Regions from separate parts of the Zea mays genome. Here all the other regions are linked to region 1. Evidence: chromatin contacts called from public Hi-C data. All regions are on one chromosome and are shown on one strand. Each heading gives the region's core, a stretch centred on a gene start, on an enhancer-like site or on the middle of the called end of the contact. The rest is flanking DNA. Distances are from core to core; before and after follow the strand shown.

Region 1 (3,058 bases), core at 366-2,865:
AGGGACAGATCTAGTGCCGGAGCCTCCCACATGAGTAGGGTCTAGGAAAAAAGGGATAGACCGAGGCAAGTCTTCCATACAAATGCGGAGAGGCTGCTTCGAACCTGCCAACCTGGTGACTAAGTGAGACAGTTCTCAACACTGCACCAGGTCTGCTCTTCTCCAAGGTTAAAGGACAGAATTACCTTTGGCATTATTGGTATGTCACTCAGTGCCCATTTTGGCTGAAAGCCAAGCCCAAGAAATCCTATTCCCATTTCCTCTCCAACTGCTTTAACCTGCAAGAACAGGCAAACTTTGGGGTCATACATACCCTAATTGCACTGAAATGCAAGAAAAATGCAATATGGTACCATACAATTCTTAACATTTTCCCATAAGACCCTAGTCGGCATGTTAAAAAATATTACAAAATGAACTCCAACAAGATGTTCACATTAAAGGTATAGTTCTCAACAGAAGTATCACAATAAGCATGCAGGGGTGTCAGTAAACATTTGGTTTGCATATGACTATGAGAGATTGGTACTGTATTATCTCTGACAAAAGAATGGTAACACACACAAACTAAGATCATAGTTTCTGTAAGATGCTGTACAAGGAATGCAATGTAAGAGAAGTTACCTGATAAAGATGCGAATTGACCTCAGCACAAGTTTGATGTAATGTTTCGAGAGGAGCGCCACTAAGTTCAAATTGGCCTCCAGGTTCTAGTGAGATGCTTTGCTTTCCCTACATCCGTAGAAACAAGTAAGGTTGCAAAGATAAACTGAAGCCAGCCATCAGAAGAAAAAAAAAACTGCATAACTTGTGTTTGGCTGTAGCATCTCAAGCATATGAGTGAGGGTGACCCATCGAAATGACAGGCAACGCCCTTTTCATCCAATTTCAATTGTTGGTGGATGATATATCGCCAGACACATTCATACAAAAGGGAAGGAGCAACGGAACCGTACCTGCTTGAGACCGATAACATTGTTTTCTTCCATTATCTTGTCCCAATCAAATCTCTCAGCAAGACCGTTCAGTATGTCACGAATCTGATCATATTTTATAGGGCGTAAAGTGTCGACTTCGAAACCGAACTTTTCGTGCTCCGTCCCAATTCTGTAAAGGACAGACGTTTACTTTGGGGATAAACTGAACAGCCAACTGAAGCATATTTTCCGTTTAAAAAAAAGAAAAATACAGGGACAGCTTCAATAAAACACCAGAATCATCGACGCTAAATTAAGTTGAAAACATGTACAAGATAAAAACGGCGGCCAAGTGATCATCACACTGATGAATTCATCCTAGCACCCAGTACACACTAGAGAGCCGGCTCAAAAAGTCTGTTGTCACTCTCACGAGCACTTGAATGTAACCTCAGTTTCAGAGCTAGACAGCGTTGGTCACTATGAATTACGCGTCCACGTCAAACATTCCACCACGATGGCACTAGGAGAGGAACCAGAACAAAACAACAAAAATAAGAAAAAAGGAGCATACGGAAGCTTCTGACCTCCAATTCTCCTTGGGCTTGCACCCGGAGACGAGGTAGGCGACGAGGTCCTCCTTGGTGAGCGGCTCCGTCATCTGCACGGCCTCCTCCGTGGGAGGGCTGGCCGCGACGGCCCCGCCGCGCCCCCTCCTCCTCACCCAACCGGCGGTCGACGGGAGCCGAACCGCCGCGAGCCCGCTCCTCCCCCTCCCCCCTGCCGCCGCCGCCGCCGCGGGGCGCGCGCCGTCCGGCGACACCCGCGCGACCGCCAGCCGCGACGCCACCGCCATCGAATCCACAACCTGCCGAAATCCAGCACCGGAATGTCAGCGGGAATCGCGCAATCCGACACGCGGACGCCAGCCGTCGGACTGAACCACTCACCTCGCCGCGCCGGCACCCGGAGGCTGGCTAGGGCTCCTCCGCGTCCACTGCTGCCGCCGCCTCTGCTTCCGTCGCGGTACTACCACCGCGGAAGAAGGGAGTAAGAAGAGACGGGGCCAGCAGCGCGAGCTGGTCACTTTATAAAGCGGTGTGGTGGTGGGGCCCGGGCGTCAGGACGGCGCGTTGAAGTGCGCGCATCAATCGCAGGAGCGGGCGAGCGGCATCGGCAGCAGAAGGCAGAAGCCGCCGGTGCGTGCGTGCGGCGGCGGCGGCGGCGGCTTCGTCACTGGCGTGTGGGCGCGGGTGCCCTGCTGATTGCGAGAGGCGAGCCGTTCATTACTAGTAGTACTGAGTTTCAGTGGGAGTCACTTTTTTTTGGGGGGGTGTAGTGGTGGAACGGCCGGCTGGATCCTGCGATTTCCAATCCAATTAACTAATGAATTCGCATTCGTAAAAAAGTGGGGCTGCTCCCACGGTTCTAGTAGAGCACGGACGCTAGCGCTGACCAATACTGGATCGTCGCTGATGACGAAGACGATGATGAGAGGGGTGCCGCGCGAGGATCCTCTGCGGTGGAAGCCGGCACGCAACACTCGACGCCGACGCCGACGCCGACGCCGACTGTCTGTCGAGAGGCGTGGCTTCTCAGACTGCAGTTGTTCGGCCCGGCCCGATCCCTGTCTGTCGAGAGGCGTGGCTTCTCAGACTGCAGTTGTGCAGCGCGAGGGACGGCCGGGCGGGAGGGACCGTCTGGTCGCTGCCGTGGCGATGCAAAATGCCAATTGCCGGCGCCCGCAACCGCAACGAACCCCGGCCGTGCGTCGTCGCTGGCGTCAGCACGCTTTTGTCGGTTCCAGTCTCGAGGATTCGGCGTCCCTCAGCCCCTGCCTAGCTAGTGCGACGATGCTGATCCTTTGCTGGTAGTAGCAAAGTGGTCGACGTGGAACCGCATCATAATATAATTAGATGTTTGGTTTCATTAATCACGTCATCCAAAATAAAGTAACGCATCATAGATTCATTCCTTAAGGGCTGATTTGGTGACAAAAGGATCACGAGAGGATTGGAGGAAGGGGAAATGAACTAATATCCCCCCAATCCCCTCCAATCCTCCCGGGATCCCGGGTCACCAAATCAGCTCTAAGTTTGGCAGGGACTCCATTTCTCATATTAGTACTACTAGCTATGAGG
Region 2 (3,058 bases), core at 369-2,868, 370 kb before region 1:
AAAGATGTACTTTATTGATATGAATACACTATTAATTCTATTAACCCTTGGATCAGGATATCACCATCCCAGAATCCATGATATCAGAGGTCTGCTGACTATAGCCTAAATGAATATGCATGTGCAATTTTTACACTCATAAATCACTTCGATAAGAGTGTTGGATAAGGACACGGAAAATGAATTCTTAGCCTTTCATACTCCAAATCAATAATTTCTTTTTACTATACATATCTATATTTGTTGTGGTTTCCAGAACCAAGGAACAATAAGATTTGTGTTCAGTAGAGGTGTTAGTTTGGACTCACTCCAAATGGTGAGCCGCGCGGGGGGGGGGGGGGGGGGAGGGGCTCGAAGGTGGATTTGGGGCGAAGGAGTTATACTAGTTCAGACCGGGACCCTAGTTCAGTGCGGTGCTGCCAGTAGTATTGCTTGGAACGTGTTACAACTGGGTGCTTGTGTGAAGTTGTGGAGATATGAGATGATCTTTGGATGGAGGTTGTCTTGCCCTTTTATAGCTCAATGGTAGACATTACAATGAGGATTTGTATTCTACCAGGGAGGAGTTCAGCCTCCCGCTTCTAGGTCTCGTAGCCCCTATGGTCTCGTCTATTGGGTCGTGCTTCTGTGTATCCCTTATAGAGTCGTCTACCGAGGCGTGCGCTGTCGTACCCCTGGTCTGGTGTAGTGTCTCGTCTGCCTTTAGATGAGTTCCTGTAGCTGCTTCGATTTAGACGTAGCGGTGTTTGGTGGTTCTATTGAGTTAGCTCAAGGCATGGCTTAGGGATGTCTTCAGTACAACTTCATCTTCCTTCATCCTCATATCATCACCTTTCATCATGTGTATACGTACGCCTTGTACGGTGTATTGCCCCGTCCCTTCCGGCGTATGTGTCAGTGTAGAGATCCCGATGCTGAGGTCTCAGCGACTAGGGTTGTCCGGTCCTACTGGTCAGCGGGGATACGTGGTCTGGGCATGGCTTGGTAATGTCTCATCGCGCCGACGTGGCTCGATAGCACCAGGTTGGCTTTCCTAAGAGTCAGTTATCGTCTTGCTGGATTGCTCGGCGGTCTCGCCTCGCTAGGTTGCTCGGCGAGCGGGTTGGTCAGTAGCTTCGCCTCGCTGGGTTGCTCGGCGGATATTGGTTGGGGGGCGAGCTGGTCGGCTTGGTGAGCCGTCCCCAGGAGGCCTTTTGGACCCTCACGCCAAGGTGCTTGGCAGGTGGGTCGCTCGATTCATGGGTTGTATTTGAGAGGCCTTTAGGCCTTCTTTTATGTACCCTGTTCCTAAGTATCCAACAATATTCGTATCCGCATACACTCTTCGCTACATACATCTCTCGTTTACACTCTCGCATTAGAACGTGAGGCTATCTCTAGCATACCTCATATCGCATCCTCTATCTTATTTCTTGTTTTAAACTTCTCAGTATCGTCTACAGTTTTTTCACGCTACGCTAGTCTGACCGCCGGATATAGCCATAGTAGCGAAAAAAAATCAATGAAAATGGGAACATCCATGCACATTTCTTTACATTTTTTTTCTTTCTCGCATAGAAAAAACCACATATTCCCTTCTTCTTTCCCAATCTCACTGGCAGGCACTGCCTCCATCATCCTCTGACTCAGAGAGAGAGAGAGCAGCCGAGCCGGTTCAACCCCATGAATACCGCTGCTGCAGAGATCACGGCCTGCTTCTGCGTCTGCAGCTCCAGCAGTAGCAACAGCAGGGGCTGCAGTGCAAACGACTGCTAGTTCCCCTTTCCCCGCATGATCTCTGCCCCTTCCCCTACCTTCTCTTGTTCTTGCTTGCACGACCCTTTTCCTTGTGCGCTAGCTGCCGCTTCTTCTTCGTCTTCCTGGAGCTCCCCGCATCCACACATGCCCCAAGAACCAGACAATAAAACAACACGGAACCATCGGAGTCTTTTTCTACTACTATTTCCAGCGATTTGATTATATGGATGTGTGCACAGGTGCACGTAGATAGGTAGAATAGAAGGGAGATTATAGCTAGCTAGAGGCAGCGAGCAGCTCGGTTGCTGGGACACGCGATCGAGCTACAGCAAAGAAGACTGCAGGGTGGCGCGGCGGGCATGGAGGATCTGTACAGCATCCACCCGGGGATCTCGCGCCACGGGGCGGCGGCGACTAGCGAGGCGTCCGGGGTCGCCGGTGGACCGGGCTCACCCCCGCCCCCGCCCCCGCCGGCGGCGGATCTGACGGAGCTGGTCAAGGCGCAGATCGCCGGGCACCCACGCTACCCGTCCCTCCTCTCCGCCTACATCGACTGCCGCAAGGTACGGTACCTCGCCGTCGCATCGTGCGGTCGGCTAGCAGTAGCTAGCACCTAGCAGCTAGCTCGCCGACAATAATTACGCCTTGACGACGCGGGTCGGTTTCTTGATTTGGCGTGGCAGGTGGGCGCGCCGTCGGAGGTGGCCACGCTGCTGGAGGAGATCGGCCGGGAGAGGTGCGCCGCCGCCTCCGCCGGCGGGGAGGTCGTCGGCATGGACCCCGAGCTCGACGAGTTCATGGTACGCACGCTAAACCAGTTGTTCTGATTCTTGTGTCGTTATTACATGTGACCGTGGCGACGACGACGGTGGCTGCGGCGCGCAGGAGACGTACTGCCGGTTGCTGGAGCGGTACAAGGAGGAGCTGTCGCGGCCGTTCGACGAGGCGGCGTCCTTCCTCAGCAGCGTCAGGACGCAGCTCAGCTCCCTCTGCGGCGGCGCCGCCTCGCTCTCCGGTAAGTAAGTAAGGCCGGGGGGTGTTTGATCCTCCGGGCGTCTGGCTGGGTTTTGGATGTTGATTGGAAGGATTAAAACATGAGCTAATTATTATAAAACTAATTGCATAAGCGTGGCTAATTCAGGAGATGAAGCTATCCGTGATCAGTTCAGCGGTTTGCTACAGTAAACATATAGATCTGGTTTTATAATCAGTTCGTCTTTTTAATTGTCATCTAAAACTCTAGTACGTACGGGGAAATAAAAAACCCATATTAATAATAACTCCTCCGCTCACATGCATCTCTCCGGCCGGTCGCCGACGA
Region 3 (3,058 bases), core at 401-2,900, 280 kb before region 1:
CATAGAAGTACAAGGTAGTAAAAAAACTGCAAAACGAGATGTAAGTGTGCACCGGATCCAGTTGGATGACTCTTTGGCTTTGTGCACAGGATCCAAAAAATCTAGGTATTAAAAGAGATGAAATAGGTTAAGATGAGGGACCCTAATGGTATTCCAATTGAGATATGACATGCTGTAGTTATCTTCTGACTCAAGAACAAGATATCTAACTAGTGGAGAAATGCCGATCTAAAAAATAAGTGAGATATTTTAAGTAAAATGCAGTAACTTGGTATGTCCGTCCATACAAAACCGTCCTTCCTGCAACGATCAACTTGACATGTCGAATCTCGAAATTGATTCATGTGTGCTCACAAATTGGATTCATCGCCTCACCATAACAGACAGAAGGCTCACAAATTTGGAGCCACATACTCGTACAGCATAACATATATATATATAGGCATATTCGATTTCATAAGCAAGATAAGATATTACAACTCCAAACAAGATATTACAACTACAAACACATCCTTTCCGATGGCCAAATTTATAACACTAACAAGAAGCAAATTTATAACACTGACAAGAAGAGCAAACCATGACAAGGATGATTTATGAATAGATATACCAATACGAGATAGACAGCGGCACGACGACAGAAATTGGCTCTCTCCCGCCGGCTGAGGCTCAGATTCTCAGAACCCGATGGGCTGCATCGGGGGGAAGGACGGCTGCCAGGGGCGGAGCATGGGGTCGTCGGTGACCATCTCCGGGATGTCGACGGCGGCGCCGGCCATCTGGAGCACCTCGAGGACGCCGCCCAGCGACTGCAGGCGGCCGGCCAGCTCGGCGTGGCGGGCGCGCAGCACCGCGTTGTCGCCGTCCACCCTGCCCAGGTCGCGCTCCAGCGCCGCGGTGCGGGCCTGCGTCGCCGCGTTCTCCGCCTGCAGGCGGGCCACCTCCGCCACCAGCTCCTCCAGCCGCTGCTGCTTCCGCGCGCGCGACCGCCGCGCCGACTCCCTGTTGGACAGCATCCGCTTCCGCTTGCGCTCGTCCGTCGTGTCGTTGCTGTCGGGGCTCGAGCTCCGGCGTGACGACGACATGGATGCTTGTCTTGTCGGATTGAATCTGTTTGGTGGGGGGTGGGGTGGGGGGAGGATGGGGAGAAACAGGAGCCCTAGAGATGGATTCGAAAGACTATCTCAGAGAGAAAGAGAGAGGGAGAGACGGCGAAGGATCAGCAGTTGGAGAGGGGCGATGCGTTCATGAGAAGACGTAGAACCAGTAGAGGAAGGCGACGGAGAAGGAGTGGGAGCGGCGGATACGGAGCACGCTCAGCTTCATCGGAGCACGGCGGCCGTCAGAGGAACTGGTGGGTAAACATGGGGGTGGGGACGGTGTGCTCCTCGGACGGACGGATCTACGCGGGGACAGGAGGAGGGACCGGGGAACAAGAATTCGAGGAAACCAGAGGGGCCGGCTGCAAGAGTTCCTTGAGGGAAAGAAGAGTACTGGACTTGGACGGCTCGCAGATCGAAAGAAACAAGAAAAAAGAGAGGAGCTGCGAGGACCTGAATGTAAGAAAAAGAGAGGGGGCAGGGACTTAGCTGAAAGAGAGGAGGATGGCAAAGGAGAGACACTCCTTATCTTTTATCCGGAGATGGGGAAGGTTTCGAACGTCTCCCTGGGGCGGCTATTTATAGCTGGAGCCGAGGGTAGTTCTGGGATTTCGGGACGGTGGGGGGATGGTGGGCTGGGACGGCATATTCTTTTCCTGATGCCACGGCCACGGGACCGCCACTAGTCTACCTACTACTTGGCTGGAAAAATGCAGATGAGGTCGGAGGACGAGAATGGAAGAATGCAGATGAGGTGGGGCCCGCTGACCGAACGACGCGGACTGGGCGACGGTGACGGCTGGCTCTGGCTTGCCCAGCTGCTTGGTCCAGCTCATTAAAAAGTTTCTTCCAGAAGTGCCCTCCCACTCGTCCTCCTCTTTTTTTCTTTATCGTACCAAATTTGCCCACCGTTTAGAAGCGAAGCCGGTAGGAAGGCGCCCTCCCAAAAAAAAAAAATAGGAGCGGATTACTCAAGCAAGAAGCCGTGACACGCTTGCCTTGCTGATAATATCTACAGGGAAGGAGGAGGATTAGGAACTTTCTTCTTCCAGATAAACTCTGGATTCGTCTTGCAACTATCTTCTTTCGCATAAAAAGAAGAAAGAAAGAAAGTTACGGTGAATGTTTGGTTTATTTAGAGAATGTTTGGTTTACACGGACTAATTTTTAGTCTCTCTATTTTATTATATTTTAGTATTTAAATCACTAAAACTAAAATTATATTTTAGTTTTTGTAATTACTACTAAAACTCTATTTCAGTTTCCATATCTAGCAATTTCGAAACTAAATTAGAATAAAATGGATGGACTAGTAATTAATATATAATAATGTGTATTATAGTACTATAAATATTATAATATGTTTTCAAACTCCAACAAAAATTGATGTAAAAATGTTAAATAGCTCAGTTCAAAAGTAAATGAGACCGGATAGGAGAATTAATTAGAGCGGAGATAAAATAGAGAGAAGAATAGTTGAGAACAAAGATGTTTAAATATGAATAAAAAGTACGAATAGTTGGATTGAGGAGACTAAATAGTTGGAGATAGCCTAAATGTAGCGGATGTTCAATCATTCACCTATAAACCATGATGACAACCAATTAGTAGCTAAAAAATCATAACCCTTGAATCATCCTATGATCCAATGTAACGCGGGGGCTTCCTAAGAAACACCAATTGGTTGCGCCCCCGTCTGGTTGCCGTGGATTATGAGAATTTGCACAACACACGTAATCCGAGAAGATGCAGCCAAAGCTTAATAATAGTGAATAGTCTCTAGCAGCTGCAGCGCATTATCCAATATACAAAACCAGTGATGTTTGGTTTAGCACGTGGATTCAGTCTACTGCATTCTCATCGTAGCCGCGGACCAAACGCCACCTTGCTCTACTTAGCCATGCACTATTTCTATCGTCCGGTCGAGTTTGGATCGCGGGTCATCTAGCATAGCTCAT

The links. Hi-C and Micro-C count contacts between places; a contact is called where the count stands out from the background.
Region 2: a contact with region 1 is called in a Hi-C map of tassel, with 2.7 times the contacts expected there. The contact joins the promoter of LOC541961 here to the promoter of LOC542026 in region 1. A contact is called at or near these places in 3 of 25 Hi-C or Micro-C datasets (ear, leaf and tassel).
Region 3: a Hi-C map of bundle sheath shows a contact between it and region 1, with 2.9 times the contacts expected there. The contact joins the promoter of LOC542700 here to the promoter of LOC542026 in region 1. A contact is called at or near these places in 2 of 25 Hi-C or Micro-C datasets (bundle sheath and endosperm).

The regions. Positions count from the first base shown.
Region 1 is chr6:32,301,279-32,304,336 of Zm-B73-REFERENCE-NAM-5.0, forward strand. LOC542026 (gamma-glutamylcysteine synthetase 1) reads right to left here and starts at 1,616. Exons shown (of 15, transcript NM_001111672.1): 1 at 1,505-1,616; 2 at 957-1,107; 3 at 625-732; 4 at 186-278. The coding sequence starts at 1,578.
Region 2 is chr6:31,927,545-31,930,602 of Zm-B73-REFERENCE-NAM-5.0, forward strand. It overlaps LOC541961 (knotted related homeobox 5), which reads left to right and starts at 1,619. Exons shown (of 5, transcript NM_001111615.2): 1 at 1,619-2,300; 2 at 2,421-2,537; 3 at 2,623-2,752. The coding sequence starts at 2,097.
Region 3 is chr6:32,024,478-32,027,535 of Zm-B73-REFERENCE-NAM-5.0, forward strand. It overlaps LOC542700 (low temperature-induced protein15), which reads right to left and starts at 1,651. Exons shown (of 1, transcript NM_001112214.2): 1 at 430-1,651. The coding sequence starts at 1,085. The coding sequence ends at 678. It overlaps LOC103629162 (a long non-coding RNA gene), which reads left to right and starts at 2,638. Exons shown (of 2, transcript XR_554187.4): 1 at 2,638-3,058.